Regions from separate parts of the Mus musculus genome. Here regions 1 and 2 are each linked to region 3. A link is a contact called in public HiChIP or PLAC-seq data. All regions are on one chromosome and are shown on one strand. Each heading gives the region's core, a stretch centred on a gene start, on an enhancer-like site or on the middle of the called end of the contact. The rest is flanking DNA. Distances are from core to core; before and after follow the strand shown. Region 1 overlaps Dip2b (disco interacting protein 2 homolog B). Region 2 overlaps Dip2b (disco interacting protein 2 homolog B). Region 3 overlaps Dip2b (disco interacting protein 2 homolog B).

Region 1 (2,700 bases), core at 93-2,592, 100 kb after region 3:
TGTCTTGCCCTGGTGCCAGCTAACACGTTACCAAAAACCCCACTAGGAGGAATCCATATATCCCAGACAAAACAGCTCTTTCTGGAGGGTTCTCTACACCCGTGTAATATCCTCATGTGCCCACATACGTGTGTGACGAACTTGCCAAAGCCCCGACAAAAGCAACCAGGTAATAATGTGGCTTCTAGCTGTGCCGTCACAGTGCGGCTTCCAGAGGCCCGCCTTTCACTGTGTAGTGTGTGGGCGTGGACTCTGCAAGACTGATAACACAAGAATCATAGAAGCTGACCAGCAGCCAGCAAGCCTGCTGTGGGGTAGGGGACACACTACTTCTGAGTAGTCTGCACCATGATCATAGCTCCCCTGGGACAAAGACAAAGTCACGTGGCTCATTAGTACAGAGCTGAGCCTGCAGCTCTTGGTGCCATTGTAAGGTATTGATTTGCTGTGGGAATCCCATGCCTAGAATTAGCTTTCATTCCTTGGAGCTGTTGAAGTTTGATGTGGGCCTACAAGAGAACAGACATTTTCTAGATTATAAATAGAAGATAAACAGCATGCTTTGTGTTTGCTATTTTCAAGATATAAAGCAAAAGAATACAGACTGCCACTTGGAAAATTAAAAATACACAAATCCCCTTCTTGCCTGATGTCTAAACAGACTCACATTCCAGGGCTGGGAGAAAGCTAAGGCACGGTTCCCAGTAACCAGTTCTGATCAAATGTATGTCAGTCCAGTTTGGAAGGCAGAGACAGGTAAATCTCTGTGAGTTCAAGACCAGCTTGGTCTACATAGTAAGTTCCAGGCCAGCCGGGGCTACACAGTGAGAACCTGTCTCAATGAAAGAGGAAGGGACTTCTATGGCAAACGTGGCATACATGTTGTGTGGGGTGTGGCTAGCTGGAAGGAAGGGACTCAATGAAAGAGGAAGGGACTTAGAACTGATCTCACTAGCTTGTGCTGACATCTTTCCATTAATAGAGAAGGGAGTGAGCAGTCTGGTTAGCTTGCTGTGTGCCTGGAAACACTGGAGCTCAGATCCAGCCTCTCCAGGTACCCCAGGCCTTCAAATGCATTGAGAGAAGAAGATGAAGCAGAAAGAGTGGTTTTTGAATGCACTTTGTGTGGTGACCTTGCTGAAAGGTGACCAGCAGGCACAGGGGTGCGGGGATGCAGCCGAGGTGAGCCCACAACTCCCTCTGCAGCTTGGTGTGAAGATGCCAGTACAGTGTACTGGTTGAGTACTGCGGGTACTGCCATCCCAAAGTCCAGCCACACCACTTGGCATCAGCTACCGTATTGTAGCAACAGCGGGTTCTGCTAGTGGGAACAGAAGGTTTATGGAGGCTGGCATTCTGCTCTGTGTGCTCATTCATTGGCTCTTGGTTGTTGGGGCTCCTGTTCTAAAGAGTCTGAATCAGTCTTCCTCATTACTCAGGAAACGTAAATGGGAACTGGAGAGGTGGCTGAGTGATAAAGACTCATTTTGCTCTTCTAGAGGGTCTGAGTTCAGATCTGAGCATGCGGATCAGGTGTACCCTCAGCAGATCAGATACCCTCTTCTGGTCTCCATTGGGTTCCCACACATGCTATATTCATGTTCCCTCACAGACATAAACATAAAAATGAAGCAAACTGCAGAAGGAGGGTCTCGAGAACATCATCTGCATAGGTCTATGGCAAACGTGGCATGCATGTTGTGTGGGGGGTGGCTAGCTGGAAGAGTGTGGGTTTAGTGTGTGCAAGCCCCTGGATTCAATCCCCAGCACTGAAGAAACACAAGGACAAATGTGTCTACACCTTAAGTCTCATTGCTTATGTTAAAAATGTTAAAAGCTGGGCTGGTGAGATGGCTCAACAGGTAAAAGCACAGACTGCTCTTCTGAAGGTCATGAGTTCAAATCCCAGCAACCATATGGTGGCTCACAACCACCGGTAACAAGATCTGACGCCTTCTCCTGGTGTGTCTGAAGACAGCCACAGTATACTTACATATAATAAATAAATAAATCTTTTAAAAAATGTTAAAGCCGGGCGTGGTGGCGCACGCCTTTAATCCCAGCACTCGGGAGGCAGAGGCAGGCGAATTTCTGAGTTCGAGGCCAGCCTGATCTACAAAGTGAGTTCCAGGACAGCCAGGGCTATACAGAGAAACCCTGTCTCGAAAAATCCTAAATAAATAAATAAATAAATAAATAAATGTTAAAAGCTAAAAGTTATCAAGCCTATTTAACGTTAAAAGTCTTCCATTTATTTACTGTGAGTAAATCATATTTTAAGTAATGGTATGGCTGTTGTGTTTTTTGAGATAGGATCTGGCTGTGTCACCCTGGCAGGCGTGGTCACCCTGCCTTCAGCCTCCCCATTGCTAGATTACACAGATGCCCACCGTCTCCTGGTGAGCAAGGGTGTTTCAATGAAAAGTCACGTTAGAGTAGATGCTTTTAAAATGTTCTTACAGGTACAGTAGACTTTTAAGTTTTCCTTTAAATTTCTTTTTGTGTGTATTTTTGTCAGCATTTGTTCCTATGTATCACATAGTGCAGTGCCCAAAGTAGCCAGAAGAGGGTGTAGAATTCCCTGGAACTGGGTTGCAGATGGCTGTGAGCCTTGCTATTGGTGCTAGAAATTGAACCCAGGTCCTGAAAGAGCAACAGGTGCCCTCCTAAGGACCAGCTCCGTAGCCTCCAGTGTTGCTC
Region 2 (2,700 bases), core at 16-2,515, 67 kb after region 3:
CCAATAATGAAAATACTGGTTTTACTATCTATAAAAATTGATTTATTTTGGTTTTAGACTTACACAAATTAAAATAAACAGTAAGGGCAGCTTGTAAATCCAGAGGCCTTTGTGGGATCTGAGATGTCACCCAAAACACTTTGTTCTTGTGGTGAGTCACAAATCTCTCTCTTCCCTGCCCCCACTTCTTTCAGGATAGAGCTGAAAAGGGTGTTTTCTAGAAATTATAATACTATCTTTAAATACTGCTCTCTTGTGTTTAGCTTTGACCATTCCCTGTTATGTTATATGTCTTCTCCTTTAGGGAGCCTTGCTTTACCAGTGAAATCTCTGGGGTCTCCATCTGTCTCTGTGTTTGCCTGTCTATCTGTGTTTTCTTCCCTCCCTCCCCCTCCCCCATCTCACAGCTCCTTATAATGTGCTCTGGTTATACTGACATACTTAGACCCTGGGCCAAGATCAGTCCTCTTCCCATAGAGTTCTCCACTTGGTCAATTTCTAAAAGCAATGTTGTATTCTAGTGTGGGGTTGTATGTTGTCAGTGCCACACTGTGTGGCTTTTTAATGGCACATACTATCTCATAGACAGTCATACGTCTAAGAGTCCCTAGGACCTGACTTAGTTTCCGGCACATAGTGCATTGGGAATCATCACAAGGCTTGCACTTGGGTCTCCTTTGCTGTGAGGTAATGCGCTGCTGGTGTCCTGAACAAGAAGCAAAGGTTGCGAGCGTTGGAGCTCTGGCTTTGTAGTGTAGATTTACAGATTCTGGATTACCATAATGGGGTTTCATTGTTTGTTTTGGTGTGGTTTCAATCCCACTGTGGCATGGTAGCGATTCTCCTGCTCTCTTATTTACTTCTCCAGCGCTCTGACGCACTGCATGACCTGGACCCACTCATTCACCTGAATTAGGCAAAAGTTTCTGCAAATCTGAGCATGACTTTTTTTAAATTAAAAAACGAACAGACAAACAAAATCTGGGTATGTGGACATGTGAGGCCTTGGGACTGGGGATATAGTGGTTAGCTTACACCTTAGAGAGTCCCAGCCTATGATGACTCTGGCTTCTCCCCAGCTTTGGCCTCCCTGTATATGGTTGGACTTTTTCTAGGCAAGATGTTCTCATTTAGGCCTGGTTCCTGAAGTCAGTCAGGCTGAAAGGCACCAGGGAATTGTCAGTCTTGTCTAACTGACTGCCGTGTGTGGAAATCACCCCTTCCAGCTTTGACCAGCTGCTTTTCTAGTAGAGCAGGCAGTGCCTCGGGGCTAAGACAGTTTCACATCCCACTTGAGTTCCCTATCAGCAGCTCTCACTGAAGCTTTCCACAGAAATAAATGGTGCCTGTCTTCTGCCGCCATCCTTTCCTTTTAAGCAGAGACAGATACCCACAAAACCCCACTTGGCCACCCGTCACAAGTCTCTGTTAAGTAGACAAACTAGAATTTAGACATTAAGTAATCTCAGAACAGGAAAATACTTGGGAGATGTCACCACTAATCTAACTTCAGAATGCTAGTGCTCCCTGATGTCAGCACCAGGTGTGCAGGCAATGAGCAAGAACTGAAGTCTGTGCTCGAGGCAGGATCGACCCTTCTTTTTTTCTAATTCCACACAGACACGTCTTCGGCCTCTGAGGATGAGGGCTCTCTGAGACGCCAAGCTGCGCTCTCTGCTGCCTTGCAACAAAGCTTGCAGAATGCTGAGTCCTGGATCAACCGCTCAATTCAGGGATCGTCCACTTCTTCATCTGCATCTTCCACGCTGTCCCATGGAGAGGTCAAAGGAACCAGTGGGTCTCTAGCTGATGTGTTTGCCAATACTCGAATAGGTAGGAGTTGGATCTACCCAAGAAACCCACCCAATGTTCCACTTGGCAACCAGTATCCAGGAAACAGTTTTTGATTGTGTTAAGTTTTCGAAGGCTTAGAAAGTTTGATCACAGAGAACAGTTAATGAGGTAGAGAGGGAAAGGCCACAGTGTGTTCATTGCAGGGTGATGGGTGTCATCGCCAGGATTGTACAGAACATCCCTCACCTGAAGCCATATCTATTTCTATAAGCAATACTGAAGCTGCGAAATAGAACACCAGTCTGAGTATGGGTTTATCCAAAAAAAAAAAAAAAAAAAAGTCCCTATGTCAGAGCTTCTAAGCATTTAGCAGCTCAGATTTCCCAGGGATACTGTCTGCATTTCATACAGCATGCATAGCTAACTGGTGCAGATTCCACACCAAGCCATTGTCAGCAAGACCTTTTGTCCTTAGCCTAAAGACTGGATTTATGTCGCTTGCTGCTGTGGCATTGCTGCATGAGCAGTGTGCAGATCAGTTGGCATGCTGAGCTGCTGCTGCTGCTGCTGCTGCTGCTGCTACTGTGTGGAGTGCTGTGGCTTGCCTCTGCTTTATGCACTTGTGAATTTTGGTGTTGTTTCCCAAGGTCTCTGCTTCCCTTCCTCAAGAAGTGCCCTGTCCCACCCTTGTGCTGTGTCTGTTGTCTTACCTGTTTCCTTGACAACCAGTCACATTTCGTTGTCTTAGTTGGCATCTCAGCAACCTTCCTTATCACATTTATATAACATTTCAATTTGATTTCTGAAAAGGCTGGAAAATTTTAATTTAACATTATAGTTTTTAATGAAGATACCTACCTACCTTGTTAGTATAATTACCACATAAAAGCTACCTGCCATCCATGG
Region 3 (2,700 bases), core at 157-2,656:
TCTGAAATGTTGGCATTCCTTTTCAGTTTCATTTTATAAACAAATATGAAGGATTCATTTTGTATCAAAATGCCTTAGAAAGGAAAATCTGACAGGGAGCTTATCTCGGAGTGATACTTGTCAAAGGCATTACTCATGGCGGTTGAGCCCTTGGGTGAGTGCACCCATGTCAGAGTCCTCTCATTCCTGCACTTGTTGGGGCCTGTGGTGGTGGCTGCGCTCACAAGTCACTATGCCTGTGCCTGGTTCTTCTGCATTGTTTCTTCTCCTGGTCATAGTGGTGGTGGTCATGGCCATGGTCATGGTAAAGGAAGCCATTCGGTGTTACAGTTTGGCTTTCTAACTGAACTGTGTGATTGGCAGTGTCCCCTGGCTCAGCTGTGCAGAATTGGAGGCGTAAGCTGTATAAACTCCAGCCTAACTCCAGCACACAACTCACACACATGAGGTAGGAACAGCTGTTTATTTTCTCATATAGCTGGCCAGATTAGCCTCTTCCCTCTCTTGGGTAGGGCCATTGAAGCTTCACAGAAATGTCAGAGGTGTTGCACCTGGCCGGCCTGGATTCATGGCAGAAGACTTTAGAAACCCAGGAGGAATGATCGAGTCTTCTTGCAAGTGCTTCCTTCTGCCTGCATGGTTTATATGAGAGCAGGCTGGCCCTGAGGTAGAAAATGGCAGCTAAAGAAGGCCAAGGAGCTAACCTTGTGTGTGGGAAGAACCACTGGTCTTTTGGGTCGTAGCAAACATTTGTTTATGGGAACGATGGAAATTGTTGGTCCTTCAGTAGCTTCCTCTGCGCTTCTCCAACATGCCATTCAGAGTGCTCCTTCTGGAATAAGGAGGCAAGGTTTACACTTCAATTTCTGCTCTCCTTTAACATCTTAAAATATACCTCTCCAACCCCCTCTCTCCTCTCCCCTCCCCTCTTGACTTCTCAAAACATTATGTAGCCCAGGATAGCCTCAAAACTACAGCCTTGCAAGTGCAGGGATTACAGGCATTCTCCATGATGCTTGGATGGTGAGAAGGGTCTTGGGATACAGTCCAGTCTGTTTGAACTTGATCCTCCTGCCTCATTTTCTCAAGTGCTGAAATTACAAGGATGTCTCAGCTGCCTGGCCTCTTCTCTTCTTTTTAAGACTTAATTAAATTCACTTGGTCTCCCTCCCCTGGTGCTCCCTCCCCTCTATCAAGGCAAGATTTCTCATTGGTGTCCTTGCTTGTCATTACACAGTTTTATTGCTACCTGTCCTGCCCTGAGAGTCCCACACCTGTCTCAGTTCTGAGCTCTTTGTTTACATCCGACACTGTATTTAGCTGTTCCACCCACACGGTCAGGAACCAGCTTCAGCTTTGTATCCACTCTCTCACAAGCAGGAGGAAGGCCTGTCGTCGTTTTACTTCGTTTTCACAATCCTTGTGTGCAACACCCACAGCCTGGCTCTTGGGCCAGAAAGCTGAGTGTCATCTCAGGTTGTTCCTCCTTCCTGTCACTTGACTCGTAGGTCAAGGATCAGTGAAGCCCAGCTACTGGATTAGGTCTAGCCACAGTGAGCCTGGATTTGTGAGCCAAGTTGACTTTTGCATTTTTATACTTTTTTAAAAAATTTTTTTAGATTTATTTTTATGTATGTGAGTATATGTTGCTGTCTTCAGACACACCAGAAGAGGGAACCAGATCCCATTACAGATGGTTGTGAGCCACCATGTGTTTGCTGGGAATTGAACTCAGGACCTCTAGAAGAGCAGTCAGTGCTCTTAACTGCAGAGCCATCTCTCCAGCCCGACTTTTACATTTTTAGTGTTAAGACAAACGAGCATGTGAGGGTGGGGGCGCAGTTAAGGACCATGTGTGGGTCAGTGATGCCCCATGTTTCCTCTTGGACTTCTATAGAAGTTGACTGCCTCTCCCTTACATCACTTGTGTTGTCCTTTCCATCCCACCCTGCCCATGCGTCCTCTTAGAACAACATGTGTTATACCTGCTTGACTCTTCCCTCCCACCGTGGCAGGTGTCCCTGCAGGCCATAAGTACCAGCACAGCACTGCGCTCCTTTGACCCTTTCTGCCCACACTGGCCTCCTTATCCATAGGAGCTTAGCTTGGCTGTCACACTTCTATTAAGCTTGCATGTCTCCTGTGACCTTAAGTTCCTTTTCCACCCTTTCTACCGTTTGGACAGTTTCGGCAGGATTGAGAGAACTCCCTCACTGTTCAGTCATGTTTTTGTACTGCATTTCTCAAGAGCAAGTCCATGTCCCCCTCTCTCAAATCTCCTTTACCTAGCATCCTGTCTAGTGTGCTGGAGGGAGGAGTCCAAGAAGTTGATGAAAGCTTGGAGCATTGTGAACAACTCAGTTTGTCTACTTCTGCTTTGAGCCTCACTGTGTAGACTCATGACTCGCTATGTAGACCACGTCATCTTGAACTTCCAGAGTCAAATGATAATCAGGACTAAGACCTACTGAATGTTGTGATAATTGTGTTTTATTCTTGTAAGTTCTGTTTCAAAAAATTTAAAGGCATACATGTGGTGCACATTTATAAATGTGGGCACTCACATAGATACATAAAAACAAAAACAAAGCCTAAAAAGGAGGAAGTAATGCAGGAGCATCCTGGCTCCTTTAGCCTCGTTTCCCAGTATTGCAAGAGTGTCAGGATGCTGACCTTGGTAGGGTCTTTCCTCTTGTCCTC

The links. HiChIP or PLAC-seq counts read pairs in DNA pulled down with a chosen protein or histone mark.
Region 1: an H3K27ac HiChIP or PLAC-seq map of microglia shows a contact between it and region 3, with 3 times the contacts expected there. The contact joins two enhancer-like sites. A contact is called at or near these places in 3 of 484 Hi-C or Micro-C datasets (bone marrow-derived macrophages, ganglionic eminence and morula) and 2 of 115 datasets of contacts at active chromatin or transcription factors (embryonic stem cells and microglia).
Region 2: a contact with region 3 is called in an H3K27ac HiChIP or PLAC-seq map of microglia, with 2.5 times the contacts expected there. The contact joins two enhancer-like sites. A contact is called at or near these places in 2 of 484 Hi-C or Micro-C datasets (macrophages and muscle stem cells), 4 of 115 datasets of contacts at active chromatin or transcription factors (embryonic stem cells, microglia and trophoblast stem cells) and 4 of 9 other capture datasets (adipose tissue, embryonic stem cells, liver and 1 more).

What each region holds. Positions count from the first base shown.
Region 1 is chr15:100,186,174-100,188,873 of GRCm38.p6, forward strand. It overlaps Dip2b (disco interacting protein 2 homolog B), which reads left to right. Exons shown (of 38, transcript NM_001159361.2): 23 at 1-169. Among named protein-coding and RNA genes, the nearest start is that of Atf1, 40 kb to the right of the region's middle. Within about 2 kb of position 1,343, at least 24 of the 459 cell types and tissues checked have an H3K27ac peak or open chromatin away from gene starts, as enhancers often do. A contact at or near this core is called in bone marrow-derived macrophages and microglia, where this site is marked.
Region 2 is chr15:100,149,531-100,152,230 of GRCm38.p6, forward strand. It overlaps Dip2b (disco interacting protein 2 homolog B), which reads left to right. Exons shown (of 38, transcript NM_001159361.2): 5 at 1,621-1,833. Among named protein-coding and RNA genes, the nearest start is that of Atf1, 77 kb to the right of the region's middle. Within about 2 kb of position 1,266, at least 27 of the 459 cell types and tissues checked have an H3K27ac peak or open chromatin away from gene starts, as enhancers often do. A contact at or near this core is called in microglia, where this site is marked.
Region 3 is chr15:100,082,730-100,085,429 of GRCm38.p6, forward strand. The region is part of intron 1 of Dip2b (disco interacting protein 2 homolog B); the gene reads left to right. Among named protein-coding and RNA genes, the nearest start is that of Dip2b, 45 kb to the left of the region's middle. Within about 2 kb of position 1,407, at least 40 of the 459 cell types and tissues checked have an H3K27ac peak or open chromatin away from gene starts, as enhancers often do. A contact at or near this core is called in bone marrow-derived macrophages and microglia, where this site is marked.